Regions from separate parts of the Capra hircus genome. Here region 2 is linked to region 1. The links are chromatin contacts, called in public Hi-C maps. All regions are on one chromosome and are shown on one strand. Each heading gives the region's core, a stretch centred on a gene start, on an enhancer-like site or on the middle of the called end of the contact. The rest is flanking DNA. Distances are from core to core; before and after follow the strand shown. Region 1 overlaps NDST1 (bifunctional heparan sulfate N-deacetylase/N-sulfotransferase 1). Region 2 overlaps LOC108636348 (a long non-coding RNA gene).

Region 1 (7,034 bases), core at 3,482-5,981:
GGGGGTTTCTGAACAGGTCACAGGGCAGGCATGGTGATGCTGAGGGCAGCTGTCATTTACTGAGATTAGTACATTCTGGGCACTAAGCCAAGAGCTCCACAAGATAGTGGCCCTCGGGAGATAGGAATTATTATTATCTGTACCCCCAACCTACAGAGGAGGAAAGTGAGGCTTGAAGGAACTAAGACACAAGTTCAAAGTCCCACAGTTAAAGTAGTAATGGGTCTGGAATCCTCACCCAGGCATCTCTGCTCCCACAGCTATGCCCTTAGCTGCTGCTCCTCTCTACCCTCAGAGCAAAGGACTGACTTTCTTTCTCTACCTTCATCCTCCAAAGTAGGGAGATGGCGATATTCTTGCTGCAGGGCTTTCCAGAGAAGGTAGCTGGGGAAGGAGACTTTATTTCTCCTCCTGAGACCCCCTCATCCAGCTGTGTGTCATGGGTCTGAGATTCACCCTCGAAGACAGCCCCTCCTCAGCCCTGAGTCCCTCAACAAAGGCTGGCACTTATTCACCTTGGGAGGGCATTCTCAGTGTCCTTGCACTGGGTTTTACGTGATGAAAATTATTAACTGTTGACAATATTTATAGTATCTTTTTCCTTAAATTATATTTAAGTCATAAACTAATGCTGAGAAACCCTTAAGGGTATTAGAGCTGCTCATTGCTGGTCTAACTTAAACATTCTGAAAATGTTCAGTCCAGATTGAAAAGAACACCCTAGGGGAAGAACTACCAGAAGAGAACAGAGTCATCACCTCCCTTTTTCTTGAGTCAATACCTTTGTTTATATGACTCAAGTCATATTAACTTTTCTGCTAAACTGCCATCAGGGCCACGCATACTTCCTCATACTTGCTGACTTTAATCTGTGTCTCTCTCCTAATCATTCCAGCCTCCGGCTCTTGGGCCCATGTGCCTGTTTAGAACATCCCCCTGCTGAAAGGCCAAGATAACACTCACGCCAGCGTTTTGTGGTAGTCAATGGTGTTTGTCACCCCAAGGAACTTTTGCACTGTGTCCATCACTTTGGCAGGTTCTGTTCGCAGCAATTTGCCATCCAAGACCAGAATCTGGAAAAAAAAAGAGTGTGATCTGAACCTGTTTTCACTCCGGTGGCCAACAGGCCCCTAGTCTTCTGGGTCAGCAGCCACAGTTATGGGTTGGGGACCCTACGCTCTGTAGAGTGCCTTCTCCTCCTCCTCAGACAGGAGGCGTCCTTGTGCTTCAGTCCTGGGCAGTCTTGCTCCCTGCCTTCTTCTGACTGACACCGTCCTCTCCCAGCATTTAATCCATCACCAAGACCCTGTCTTTCCCTCCTGCCCCTACGACACCACCCTCTCTGCCTCTCTCCAAGTTTCTGGACTACATGTCACTCTCCTGCCTAAACCTTCCAAGGGTTTCCTTAAAATGCCTTAGCAACCTGGCTCTTTACCTCTCCAACTGGGCTCTCCCCTCCCTCCCAGGGCCTATTCCAGGGCTTTCTGGGTCCCCTTAGGGTTACAGAGCCTGCTGTGATGGGACAAGGGCTTGGGATAAACAAGACTGAAACCTTTGATGATCCCAAAAACCTAAGTGTCCAATGACTGCATTTCTGGCCCTGTCACTGGTAAAAGGGATCTTGAGGCCCTCAGCTAACTGCCCCAAGTCAGTGCTATAGCTGCCCTCCCGAGAGTCAGGGATAGGCCTACCTGGTTGGCATGAAAGGCGCTGAGCCAGCGCTCGATGTGGGTGGCGTACCAGCCAGGGACCAGGCAGCGGTTCTGGAGGGTGCGCAGTTTCAAGGATGCGTCGGGCCCAGCAGTGATCACCTCATGGAAAGTGTACTTCAGGGCTACCGGGTCATCGTGGGCTCGCTGGTGCTGCAGACAAGCGGGGAGAGAGGGTCAGTGTGTCACATGGAGGCACCAAAGGGAGAGGCTTTTGTGGGGCAGTGACTAGGAGGTGGCCAGGACACCGAGCTGGAACCAGGAGCCCTGGCCTCAAGATCTGGCTCTACCTGTCATTACCCTTTGACCTCAGGGAAGTCACAGCCCCCTGGAGCCCTAGTTTCCCCATCTTTGCAAGATGGGGGTCAGCCTAGGTCAGAATTTCCGAATGCTGGTCCCCTCACACCATCTCTGTGGTCTCTGCCATGCCCACCTGTGCAAGCCAAATCAACAGGATTGTCTTTATGTGGACACATCTTATTCACATAAATGCATTTCAAAATAAAACTCAATACTGCCTTCACAGACAGAAAACTAGAACCAGCTGTCGTATATAAAGATAATAAAGGTAATCATTCATAAATACAATAAAAATAAAGCTATGTGCTCACACACCAGGCAGATACAAATGTCTGCTCCAAGCCTTGATGCAGTCAGGCAGGCGGAGCCCGTGATAGGATTGGTGCCCTGGTACAAAGAGACACTACAGAGGTGGTTTGCCATGACACAGTGACATGGTGGCTGTCTAAAAGCCAGGAAGGGAGCTCTCACCAGGAGCCAGACCGACTGGTACCTCAGTCTTGGACTTGAGATTTCTAGGCTCCAGGACTGCGAGAAAAAAATGCTGCTGTTTAAGCCACCCAATCTATAATATTTGCTGTGGCAGCCCAAGCAGACTAAAACAGAAGGACTGGGGAAGAACTGGAAAGGGGAAAACACCAGGTTTGAAGCACCTGAAATAATGCCCCAGGCAGTCAGCATCTGCAGAGTGCCAAAGTCCAGAGATCACGAGCCTGTTCACCAGGGGTGACCCTCAGGAGCCCCCACACCCTCACTGAGCATCACACACAGCCTGGGCCAGGGACTGGGGGACAGCCCCCTTCCTCCTGATCTCCCCTCTGAAGCAGGCCATCATCCTTCCCTTCCCTTCCTTGGACCTCCCTGGACCGTCCTGGGAGGAATCAGCCCCCCTTCTCCTTATCCCGCCTCAGCCACAGACAGAAGAAAGAACAGGGGCTTAGACCTGGAGGAGCTGGGTTCAAAACGCCAGCACATGAACTTGAGCTAGTCACCGGCTTGATGAACCTGTCTGTGAGAGGAGACACAAAGCTCTCCGCCCTCTAGAGGAGGAGGTGCATTAGGACAGAACCCGGATGCCTCCACCCAGGGCTGCTTTCCCTCAGCCTCCCTCTCCTTCCTCTTTCCTCCCCTCATAAATACAGATGGTCAGTCTCTGCTCACTGCCGGGGCACAGGGTAGGGGGCAGCAGGGCACGCAAGAGAAATGGCTTCTGTTCCCCCGGGATCAAAGCCCAGAGGAAAGAATACTGGGGTATAGACAGAAAGTCCTAGATAAGTGAGAGGAAGAGTGGGGTTGTACACCAGAAAAGGAGGGTAACCAGGCTTGGGAGGGAGAGGAGGGGAGAGGTCTGTTGGGGGATCTGCACCCAGACTCCTACCAGCCTGTGGTCACAATGAAGCCCCAGAGAGGAAGCTCAGAGAGTAGCCAGGCCTACAGTAGGACCAGCTCTAGAGCAGGAAGCCCCCCACTCTGGCATAAGCATAATTCCAGCAAGACTGGCAGGTAGGGGAGGAAACCCCCCAAAAGACCCGAGGTTAAGCTTTCCTATAAGCCTAGTGGAAAGGTGCTCAGAAAAAATTCAGTCAGGTCATTGATATTACAGGAAATTCTAGTTCTTACACAATCAAGTAGAAACTAGAAGCTGTGTTCCCTCACACAAACCACAGTCCAGGTAACTTCCTTCCCTGATCAGGCATTTGCATCCTCCACTAGGAATGGCAGGTCCTGTGTTCTGTCCCTCTCTGAATTCCCAGCCCCACCCAGAGCCCAGTGAGGCGGCCACAGATAGCATGAAGCCTGGATCACTATTCGCCAAATCCTGGCTTCAGCAAGACAAAACCAGCCTCCACCTCTACTTGGAGAATCAGAGTCAGAGCAGGTCCCCAGATGAAGCTGGGAGGGGGAGCAGGTAACCTGGCTGGGACTCAGCATGGATTTCTGCCCGGCTGCTCCTCTGGGCTGGGAGCACAGTGGAGGGGACCCTGTTCTTACCCACCAGTGCACTGCAGGAGCCAGCTGAGGGTGAGCACAAAGACGACGCAGGAAAAGTGTTCGCTGATATTTATTAGTGGCTGAGTGGAGGACACAGCCCGTGCCACTGCCCAGGGCCCCTCCCCAGCTCACCTGGTACCAGGAGTAGGCTCGGTCCGCTGGGTTGATGAGGATGGTCAGGACCTTGGCCTTGGGTAACAGGGCAGCTGCCCGCCGGGGAGCCACTTCCGAATCAAAGTAGTTGGCGCTTTTCTCAAAGTAGAAGTCGGAGGTGGTGTTGGAGGGGATAGGGAAGAATTCCATGTACCTGCAGGAAGCCCACAGAAGAGGGCTCACAGGCAAGATTCAGGAGGAGGGGCCTGGGGAATGCAGCCGGGAAGGCCAGGCTCACTGAGGGGTGGAACGTGAGAACGCAAGCAGGCACGCTGCTCTGGGTCTAACGAGGACTTACTTGCCAGGATCCCTTACTTGCCAGGATCCAAGGCAGAGTGGCCACTGGCAGACTCCTTATGAATCAGCTGCTTTTTCGGGGAGACCTCAGGATCAAGAGGATCTGAAGACTTGTGGGTGTGATGTGTGTGGCGGGGCTGGGGGCAGGGGGAGGTGTGTACGCATGGGAAGGGGGTGTGTCTTTTCTTGTTAAACGGGATGCTCCCAGGGCGAACCTGACAGAGCCCTAACCCTTACTGCCACTAGGGGGCGAGCGGGGACGCTTCTGACCCGGGAACCCCAGCACTGAGGGGAAGGACGCCCTCTGCTGCCTCCAGGCTGCAGGGTTTCCTTCCTGACCTGATGGTACTTTCTAAGCTGTTACTGTAGACCAGCAGACAAGGAGGGGAGGTGACTGACTGCCTACCATCTGTCCCCCCACACTCCGCCTGCCTCATATGGGTGAACCTCACAGCTTCCCAGATGAACCTCCCACATCCCGCCCAGAGTGACTGTCCACACCAGTCCTCTGAGATCACCTCTAGGTTGAGGGCCCCTCAGAAAAGAAAATAAACACTCCAGACCCTCCCAGGGGCACCTACTCACGCAAGACGGAGCTACAGCTTCGGAAGTTTCTGGGAACCAAAGCCCACAGAGCCCGTCTTAGTTGAGGGCATAGGATCCCTACTCTATCCTGTGAGGCGAGGTTTCTCCTGGGTGGTCCCAGAGACCCATTTATCAGATTTCAGAGTTACCCGGGGGCCTGGGGGATTTCTGTACCCCTACAAACAAAATATTTGGAGTGGAGCTGAGAAATTGCTAGTTCTCTCACATTTCCAAAATTTCTTTACAAAATAGCACCTTTACGTTCACAGTTCATTGTTGGTTATACCTAAAGGGAGAAAGCTCTGAGAAAGAAGCTTTTTTGCTAAGTCTGTAGCAAAGCCATCCAGCAGCAAACCCTGACTTCAGAATCTTACCTGGCATAAATGTTCACATACTTTGCTACAGATATATTAATAAACTTGCTAATGGGTGCTGCCCCAGACCTTGGTGAAGGTGCTGTTAAATATGCTATGTCCCTCTAAATCCAGAAAGAGGTGACTTCCAATCATGCATCTGGTTACAACGGATTTTAGATAAGAGATTGTGGCAGTATCAGAGAGAGAAAAAGACAGCTAGATTGCCTGACAGATGATTGGAAGGAAGAAACAGAAAGTGGCTGCTGGTAATACACAAAGAAATACCAGAAAACAGAATAATGCCCATGAGGCCTCTACTCAGGTAAACCACAGACATAAAAATAATGATAAACAATACACGTATAAGGTTAGAAAAGACAAATAAGGGAGAGGCAAACAAGAAACACGGTGTGGAAGCATCCCCCCCAGCACCCACACCCTGGGGTAGCCTCTTGGTGACAGCTTCTGGTAGGAATCTACAACTCCAGCCACGCTCCCAGGAGACTCCCTGAAGACCTAACAAGCCACCTCTGAAGGGCTCACAAGAACGCCTCCTGCTACACGGTCAGTCACACGCAGTGGAAAGGGCCAGCTTTCCGGTCAGAACACCTGGATTTTTAACCCCTGCTCTGTCCTCAGCTCTCAGGGCCTCAGGCGTGTCCCTCTTCTCTTCTTGGACTCGTGAAGGCAAGGAAGGGGAGGGACTCTAACGTCTAGTATTCCGAGTCCAGGCAATAATACAAAGGGGCAAAGGGCTTCCTCATCAAGTGTCCCATCTGTGTACAGGCTCCAACATCATGACTCAAGGGTCACCGCACTCTGTCCCTGTTTACAGGAACTAGCTGCGTGTGAGCAAGCACCAGCTGCTTCCTGCTGTGGCCTCAGCAGACCTCCTCCTTGGCAGCCTCCATGGCGGCCGTCCTGTCCCACTGCTGACAGAAAGACCCACTCACCAGTCGATGCCTTTGTGATAGTTGTGGCCGTTAAAAAACTGGATCTCCTCAAAGGTCTCGGAGCTGGGGTAGTTGCTGCTGAGGTCAGGGTGCATGCCCAGGAACAGATAGAGGGCCGTGGTGCCTGCAGGGAAGGAAGGCAGGTGAGACCTGGGCCCAGGCCCCCAGTGAAAAGACAGTCTGAAATCCTGAGTTCTGGTCCTGGCTCTCTGTTACTCGCTGGGAGACACTGGAAAAGTCCCTTCTCTTCTCTGGGTTTAGTTTCTTCGTCTCTACCATGAGGGAAACACACTAAACTCAGGACAGGCAAATACAGAGCTTATAGGTGGGTGCCCCAACTCTTGAATCCACTGCAGACATCACTAGCCCATCACAGCACTCTTCATCACAAAGACTTGGCCTCAGAATCCTTCTCAGCACTGTACTCCAGCATTCACATCCACTTGATTACTGTCCCCTCAAAACCCCAGAAGAAGATGGTTTCTGCTGGCCCCTTCAAGCCCTGGGCTTCGGTCCTCTCTGGCATTTGGGAGGAACTCAAGGACAAGGGAGTTCCAGACTCACCAGCCTGCTGGGAAATTCCTGAAGGGCTAAGAAATCTGGCCCAGATGCCTCCTCTTTGAGTGCCCTTCCTTCACTCACACTCCCTCCCCATTCAACAGTACAGGGCTGACCCTCTCCCTTTAGAG
Region 2 (7,473 bases), core at 1,380-3,879, 88 kb after region 1:
TCCAAAGTCTCGGGTCTCACAGGGAAGACAGGGCTGCCTCCAGCTGGGGTAGAGGAGTCACCTTATTTCCCCAAACGGGGCCTGAAAGAAGCCTGGCCACACCACCCCTGTTTACGGTGCTGCTTTGGGCTTGGCGCACATATCCCCTGGAGCCTCTCTGGCGACGGCCCTGAGAAATGTAGCAGGCGCTGCAGGACTCAGGAGCACATCAGGGCCACGTCTGTGTGTGAGTAGCATTCCTGGCCAGGCCTACGTGGCCCAGTGACAGCCTCATAGGTGAGCTCACACATGTGTGCACCCAAATTCCTCCATTCCTTCCTTCATTCACCAAACACCAACCCACCAGCCTTCATATTTCTATATATATTTACTTTCTTTTTTAAGTCACTTCTTTTGCTGACCTCCCCAAGCAGCTGCTGCTGCTGCTGCTAAGTCACTTCAGTCATGTCTGACTCTGTGCAACCCCATGGACGGCAGCCCACCAGGCTCCCCCGTCCCTGGGATTCTCCAGGCAAGAACACTGGAGTGGGTTGCCATTTCCTTCTCCAATGCATGAAAGTGAAAAGTGAAAGTGAAGTTGTTCAGTCATGTCCAACTCTTCGCGACCCCATGGACTGCAGCCTACCAGGCTCCTCCATCCATGGGATTTTCCCAGCAAGAGTACTGGAGTGGGGTGCCATCTCCTTCTCCATCCCCAAGCAGGGAACAGCTACATAACTGATGAGACCCAGTACAAAATGCAAACGCAGAAGAACCCCTTGCTTAAAAATGAAGAACTCCAATGGGACTTCCCTGGTGGTCCAGTGGTTAAGAATCTGTCTTCCAATGCAAGGGACACAGGTTCGATCCCTTGTCGGGGGCCTAAGGTCCCACACGCTGCAGGGCAACTAGGTCCCTGTGCCACAACTGCTGAGCCTCTGAGCACTCCGGAGCTCATGAGCCAGCATGAAAGATTCCACATGCTACAGTTAAGACCTGATGAAGCCAAATAAATAAATAAGAATTCCAACACAGGGGCAGCAGGACATTCAGTGAGGTACAGGGCCCCGGTGAGTGCACCGGGGCCCGGCTGCTGGCCCACCGGCCCCAGCGCACCTTGGCCTCGCTCTCTGGACCCCACCTCTTGCCACCTCATCCTCCTCTCACATTCTCACAAGGTCCACAGTCCTGACCTCAGGCTTTTGCAAAGGCTGTTCTCCCTGCCCTGAACACTTCTCAACAATTCTCTCCTGAGGTCCTTCTCATTGTTCAGCTCTCAGCTGGAACGTCACCTCCTCGGGGGGATGCCTCCCTCATCCCCAAGCCTCACGGGGGCCCCACCCTTAGCTCTGCATCACAGCTGCTGTTTACTCCTTGGGAGAAAAGTTATGATCAACCTAGATAGTATATTCAAAAGCAGAGATATTACTTTGCCAACAAAGGTCCGTCTAGTCAAGGCTATGGTTTTTCCAGTAGTCAAGTATGGATGTGAGAGTTGGACTGTGAAGAAGGCTGAGCGCCGAAGAATTGATGCTTTTGAATTGTGGTGTTGCAGAAGACTCTTGAGAGTCCCTTGGACTGCAAGGAGATCCAACCAGTCCATTCTGAAGGAGATCAGCCCTGAGATTTCTTTGGAAGGAATGATGCTAAAGCTGAAACTCCAGTATTTTGGCCACCTCATGTGAAGAATTGACTCATTGGAAAAGACTCTGATGCTGGGAGGGATTGGGGGCAGGAGGAGAAGGGGACGACTGAGGATGAGATGGCTGGATGGCATCACTGACTCGATGGACGTGAATCTGAGTGAACTCCGGGAGTTGGTGATGGACAGGGAGGCCTGGCGTGCTGTGATTCATGGGGTCGCAAAGAGTTGGACACAACTGAGCGACTGAACTGAACTGAACTGAACTGAGCAGACATCTATTTGTGCCCTCAAGTGTAACCTGTCAGCTTACTGTTTACTACCTAGCCTCCCCGGGAGATCCCCAGGGCAGGGCTGTGTCTGTCCTGTCCAACACTGAGTCCTAAGGGCCCAGTCCAGTGCTTGGGCCATGGCAGATGTTCAATAGCTGTTTGGAAAACAGTGAGTGAATAAATGAATGGACACAGACACCCTTCCACCCCCTCTGCCTGCTCACTCTGCCTCTGCGCCCCAGAGAAGCACAGGGGTGCTCCCTCAATGTCCTGGTGCTCCGGATATCCCAACACAGAGAGCTGAGAGACCGAGGGGTGGCAGGCGGATCCTGAGGCCTTGAGATGGGGATAGACAGAAGAGGCAAGCCCCGGAGGCAGGGAGGAGAGGGGAAGAGGAGGAAAAGTGGAAAGAGAAAGGAAATGGAGCCAGAGGAAGGAGAAAGGAGGCACACAAAGAGGGGCGAACGAGTTGGTTGGGCTTGGGGATAATCCTGTTTCTCCTCTTTATTTGTGAAACTAATAATTACTATTAATACCTGGCCCCTCCCTGGCCTTTTCATCCAGGCTGGTGGGGAATTTTCAAAGATGAAAGTCCGGGGAGAGGGGGGTGGTGCTCTCAGAGGCAGGTCCCAGGGCTTCACAAGCACTAATTAAACTTGGCAGCCCCTTCCAGGTGGGAGCACTCCCTGGGCCTGGCCCGCCTCCCCTCCTTTGCGGGAGGCTCACTAACTGCAGCAGGGGGGTGGGGCGGTCAGCAGAGACAGCCGTGGGGGAGGTGCCAGAAAGAGGAACCTCACACCAGGTGGCACCGAAACCCAGGAGCCCAGCCCCCAACTGAAATTACAGCCCCATGCCAGAGGCCGCCCTCCCCCCTAGCTCCGGACCAGGGTCTGTGTCCCTGGGGCCATCTGCCAGATGGTGGTGGGGGAAGCACTCCTGCGAAGGAAGGTCTCAGCAGACAAAGAGGCAGAGTCAGCAAGTCCGGCTCCTCCACGCGACCCCAGGGCCACCTGAGTCCTGGTCTTTCACATCCTCAGGGGCTGTTTCCTTGCACCGCCCTCACAGAGGCCGCCCCTCTCCACCAGTCATCGACACCTCCAGCAGGCTCCCCGTCACACCTGCAGCCATGGGGCCCTCCTCACAGTCTCCCATTATTGAGCTGCCTGGCCTTTGGGCTGAGTGAGCGCATCCAGGCCCTTGACATTAAGTTCAACCTAGGGACTTCCCTGGTGCCCCAGTGTGTAAGACTCCATGCTCCCAAAGCAGGGGATCCAGGGTCAGCTCCTGGTCAGGGAGCTAGATCCCACATGCTGCAACTAAGAGTGTGCGTGCTACAACAAAGAGAGAAGGTCCCAAGCGCTGCAACTAAGTCTTGGTGCAGCTAAATAAATACTAAATATTTAAAGACTAATAAGTACAATCTACAGACTCCTGACTGATTCACTGGAAAAGACCCTGATGCCGGGAAAGATTGAAGGCAGGAGGAGGAGAAGGGGGTGACAGGATGAGATGGTTGAATGGCATCACTAATCCAAGGAACATGGCTTTGAGCAAACTCCTGGAGATACTGAAGGATGGGGAAGCCTGGTGTGCTGCAGTCCATGCGATCACAAAGAGCTGGACGCTGTTTAGCGACTGAACAATGAACAACAGAGGCTCTGGAGATTATTTCAGCGGTCTCTACCTTTCCAAGGAGCCCCAACTCCTGCCCCATCTTTCTACTAGGATTTCACAGGGGTGGCTTCAAAATAACAGAGCCTGACCTTGTTTCCCATCTTCCACCCAGCTCACACCCTCCCCAGGCTCTCCCACCTTGGGAAATGGCCCCACTGTCCACCGTTGCTCATGCTTGGAACCTGGAATCATCCTCACCCCTATATGCAATCCATCTGAAAATCCTGCTGATTCTACTTCCAAAGTACCTCTCAAACCTAGACACTGTCCTCCACCTTCGCAGCTGCCAGCATGCTGTGAGCCACCATCGTCTCTCACCTGTGTGGTCATCTTCACAAAGCCAGAGTGGACTTTGAAATGCAAATCACACTGTGCGAGCCCTGCCTACAGCTCCTCCCCCTTCTTACGGTATGTAGATGGCAATACACACCCCTCACCAGCGTCCGTCAGACACCCTCTCCCCCACCAACTCCGCCCCAGGGATGACCTCCCCTCCCTCCCCTCTCCCCCCAGCCCCCCATCCCTATGCAGCCCCTCAACACTTTCCCGCCTTGGCAGTTTCTGCATGAGCTGTAGCCTCTACTTCAGCGCTGTTTCTCCTGCCCGCCTCACGGCTGCACCTTCTCACGGAGTCCTGTCGCTGCCATTCTAAGACTGAGGCTCCCTCACCAACCCCCTAATCTTCTTGGGTCTGCTTGTCAGCTGGCTAACTCTGGCTGTCTCCCTGACAGCCTTCAGGGACTTCCTTGGTGGCTCAGACGGTAAAATGTCTGCCTACAATGAGGAAGACCAGGGTTCAATCCCTGGTTTGGGAAGATCCCCTGGAGGAGGAAATGGCAATCCATTCCAGTACTATTGCCTGGAAAATCCCATGGACAGAGGAGCCTGGTAGGGTACAGTCCATGGGCATGTCTGTTACCAGTTGCTTTATCGTTCACCAATGCCTAGCACGGTGCCTGGCACATAGTAGTAGGTGCTCAACAAACATGCTAAATGGATAAATGCCCAGGATTCATATCCCAGTACTGCCAACCCACTGGGCTCTGTTCTTCCATTCAGAGGACTTCAGCAAGTCCTTCACGAGTGGGTCCTGCCACGTGGCTGGGATCTGTCCTAAGACGCCTGGTGGTGATCACTATTTACTTCACTTTGAACCAGCCAAGTCACCTTGGGCACGGCACCAACCTTCTCCTGTCTCAGCGTTCCACTTTGGAAAACTAATAGTCTGAGCTCCTGGGGTGTGACGAGGCCCTAAGGGAGAATGTACACCAAAGCCAAATCACAGCCATGTCCCAAGTAGACGACACACACGCTGACTTACGTTTACACTCCCCAAGCAACCTCGGTGCTCGGAAATTACAAAGCTTATTGCTGCCCCCATCCTCACTCCAGTGTACCAGCCCCAGCCAAAGCCTGTCTGTCCCCCCAGAGGCCTGGTGATCGGGCGCCATCTAGTGGACAACTAGGAGAAAGACAGCATTCCAGCCTTCTGCAGTCCGCGGGGTGGGCGGGGCAGCTCCCTGGGACCCTACCCTGACCATCCTCAGTTCAGCTCAGTTCAGTCGCTCAGTCGTGTCCAACTCTTTGTGACCCCATGAATCAAAGCACGCCAGGCCTCCCTGTCCATCACCAACTCCCAGAGTTCACTCAAACTCATGTCCATCGAGTCGGTGATGCCATCCAGCCATCTCATCCTCTGTCGTCCCCTTCTCCTCCTGCCCCGAATCCCTCCCACTATCAGAGTCTTTTCCAGTGAGTCAACTCTTCGCATGAGGTGGCCAAAGTACTGGAGTTTCAGCTTTAGCATCATTCCTTCCAAAGAACACCCAGGACTGATCTCCTTTAGAATTGACTGGTTGGATCTCCTTGCAGTCCAAGAGACTCTCAAGAGTCTTCTCCAACACCACAATTCAAAAGCATCAATTCTTTGGCACTCAGCCTTCTTCACAGTCCAACCCTCACATCCATACATGACTACTGGAAAAACCATAGCCTTGACTAGACGGACCTTTGTTGACAAAGCAATGTCTCTGCTTTCGAATATGCTATCTAGGTTGGTCATAACTTTCCTTCCAAGGAGTAAGTGTCTTTTAATTTCACGGCTGCAATCACCATCTGCAGTGATTTTAGAGCCCCCAAAAATAAAGTCTGACACTGTTTCCACTGTTTCCCCATCTATTTCCCATGAAGTGATGGGACCAGATGCCATGATTTTTGTTTTCTGAATGTTGAGCTTTAAGCCAACTTTTTCACTCTCCTCTTTCACTTTCATCAAGAGGCTTTTTAGCTCCTCTTCACTTTCTGCCATAAGGGTGGTGTCATCTGCATATCTGAGGTTATTGATATTTCTCCTGGCAATCTTGATTCCAGCTAGTGCTTCTTCCAGCCCAACGTTTCTCATAATGTACTCTGCATGTAAGTTAAATAAGCAGGGTGACAATACACAGCCTTGACGTACTCCTTTTCCTATTTGGAACCAGTCTGTTGTTCCATGTCCAGTTCTAACTGTTGCTTCCTGACCTGCATACAGATTTCTCAAGAGGCAGATCAGGTGGTCTGGTATTCCCATCTCTCTCAGAATTTTCCACAGTTTATTGTGATCCACACAGTCAAAGGCTTTGGCATAGTCAATAAAGCAGAAATAGATGTTTTTCTGGAACTCTTGCTTTTTCCATGATCCAGCGGATGTTGGCAATTTGACCTCTGGTTCCTCTGCCTTTTCTAAAACCAGCTTGAACATCTGGAAGTTCACAGTTCACGTATTGCTGAAGCCTGGCTTGGAGAATTTTGAGCATTACTTTACTAGTGTGTGAGATGAGTACAATTGTGCGGTAGTCTGAGCATTCTTTGGCATTGCCTTTCTTTGGGACCATCCTCACCCAGAAGAAATGGCTAGGCCTAGGAGTGGAGGATCTGCTCATTGCCCATCAAGGCCCTTAGCCTCTCCCCAGCAGCACAGAGGCCTAACCCTGAAACCCTGAGGGCCCGCCTCCCCACACTTCAAGCTTCCCACAGGCTGTTACTTCAGCCTGGGAGCTCTCCCCACCCTCTTCTCCCTGTCTTGGCTGACCCTTGCTCCTACTCTGCACCCCTACTCTAGGTACCTGCCTGGAGGCCCGTGACCAAGCCGGAGCTGCCCCCAGGGACCCCACAGGCCCCCTCACCGCCTGTTGCTAAGCCTGACCCACACACCGTTGTTTCTTGCCCGTATTCACCCTTTGTTGTTACTGTTCAGTTGCTCAGTCGTGACCGACCCTTCAACCCCATGGACTGCAGCACGCCAGGCCCCCCGTCCATCACCAACTCCCGGAGCTCAGTCAAACTCATGTCCATCGAGTCAGTGATGCCATCCAGCCATCTCATCCTCTGTTGCCCCCTTCTCCTCCAGCCCTCAATTTTTCCCAGCATCATGGTCTTTTCAAGTGAGTTAGTTCTTCATATGAGGTGGCCACAGTATTGGAGTTTCAGCTTCAGCATCAGTCCTGCCAATGAATATTCAGGATTGATTTCCTTTAGGATGAACTGGTTTGATCTCCTTGCTGTCTAAAGGACTCTCAAGAGTCTTTTCCAACACCACAGTTCAAAAGCATCAGTTCTTCGGAGCTCAGCCTTCTTTATGGTCCAGCTCTCACATCCATATCCCTCCTTAGACAGACCTTTTTGTGTTTTTTTTTTAGCATTTTGTTTTGTACAATTTCTTTTCTGTGCTGCGGGAATCTTAATTCTCCTACTAGGGATCGAACCCGTGCCCCCTGCAGTGGAATCACAGAGTCGTAACCAATGAACCACCTGGGAAGTCCTAGACAAAAGACAATGATAGCAGACCCTGTAACTCTCCACTCTGTATGCTAAGTACTGAGAGAGTTCAGGCCCATAAGCTCAGCCTGTGGGTGAGTTCTATAAAAA

Evidence for each region. A called contact is a pair of places that touch in the nucleus more often than the background predicts.
Region 2: a Hi-C map of blood shows a contact between it and region 1, with 10 times the contacts expected there. The contact joins two enhancer-like sites. A contact is called at or near these places in 2 of 5 Hi-C or Micro-C datasets (blood and liver).

What each region holds. Positions count from the first base shown.
Region 1 is chr7:48,537,645-48,544,678 of ARS1.2, forward strand. NDST1 (bifunctional heparan sulfate N-deacetylase/N-sulfotransferase 1) reads right to left here. Exons shown (of 16, transcript XM_018050151.1): 11 at 6,346-6,469; 12 at 4,134-4,308; 13 at 1,692-1,862; 14 at 964-1,073. Among named protein-coding and RNA genes, the nearest start is that of NDST1, 70 kb to the right of the region's middle. Within about 2 kb of position 4,732, at least 3 of the 5 cell types and tissues checked have an H3K27ac peak or open chromatin away from gene starts, as enhancers often do.
Region 2 is chr7:48,627,397-48,634,869 of ARS1.2, forward strand. All of the region lies in intron 2 of LOC108636348 (a long non-coding RNA gene), which reads right to left. Among named protein-coding and RNA genes, the nearest start is that of RPS14, 16 kb to the right of the region's middle. Within about 2 kb of position 2,630, at least 1 of the 5 cell types and tissues checked has an H3K27ac peak or open chromatin away from gene starts, as enhancers often do.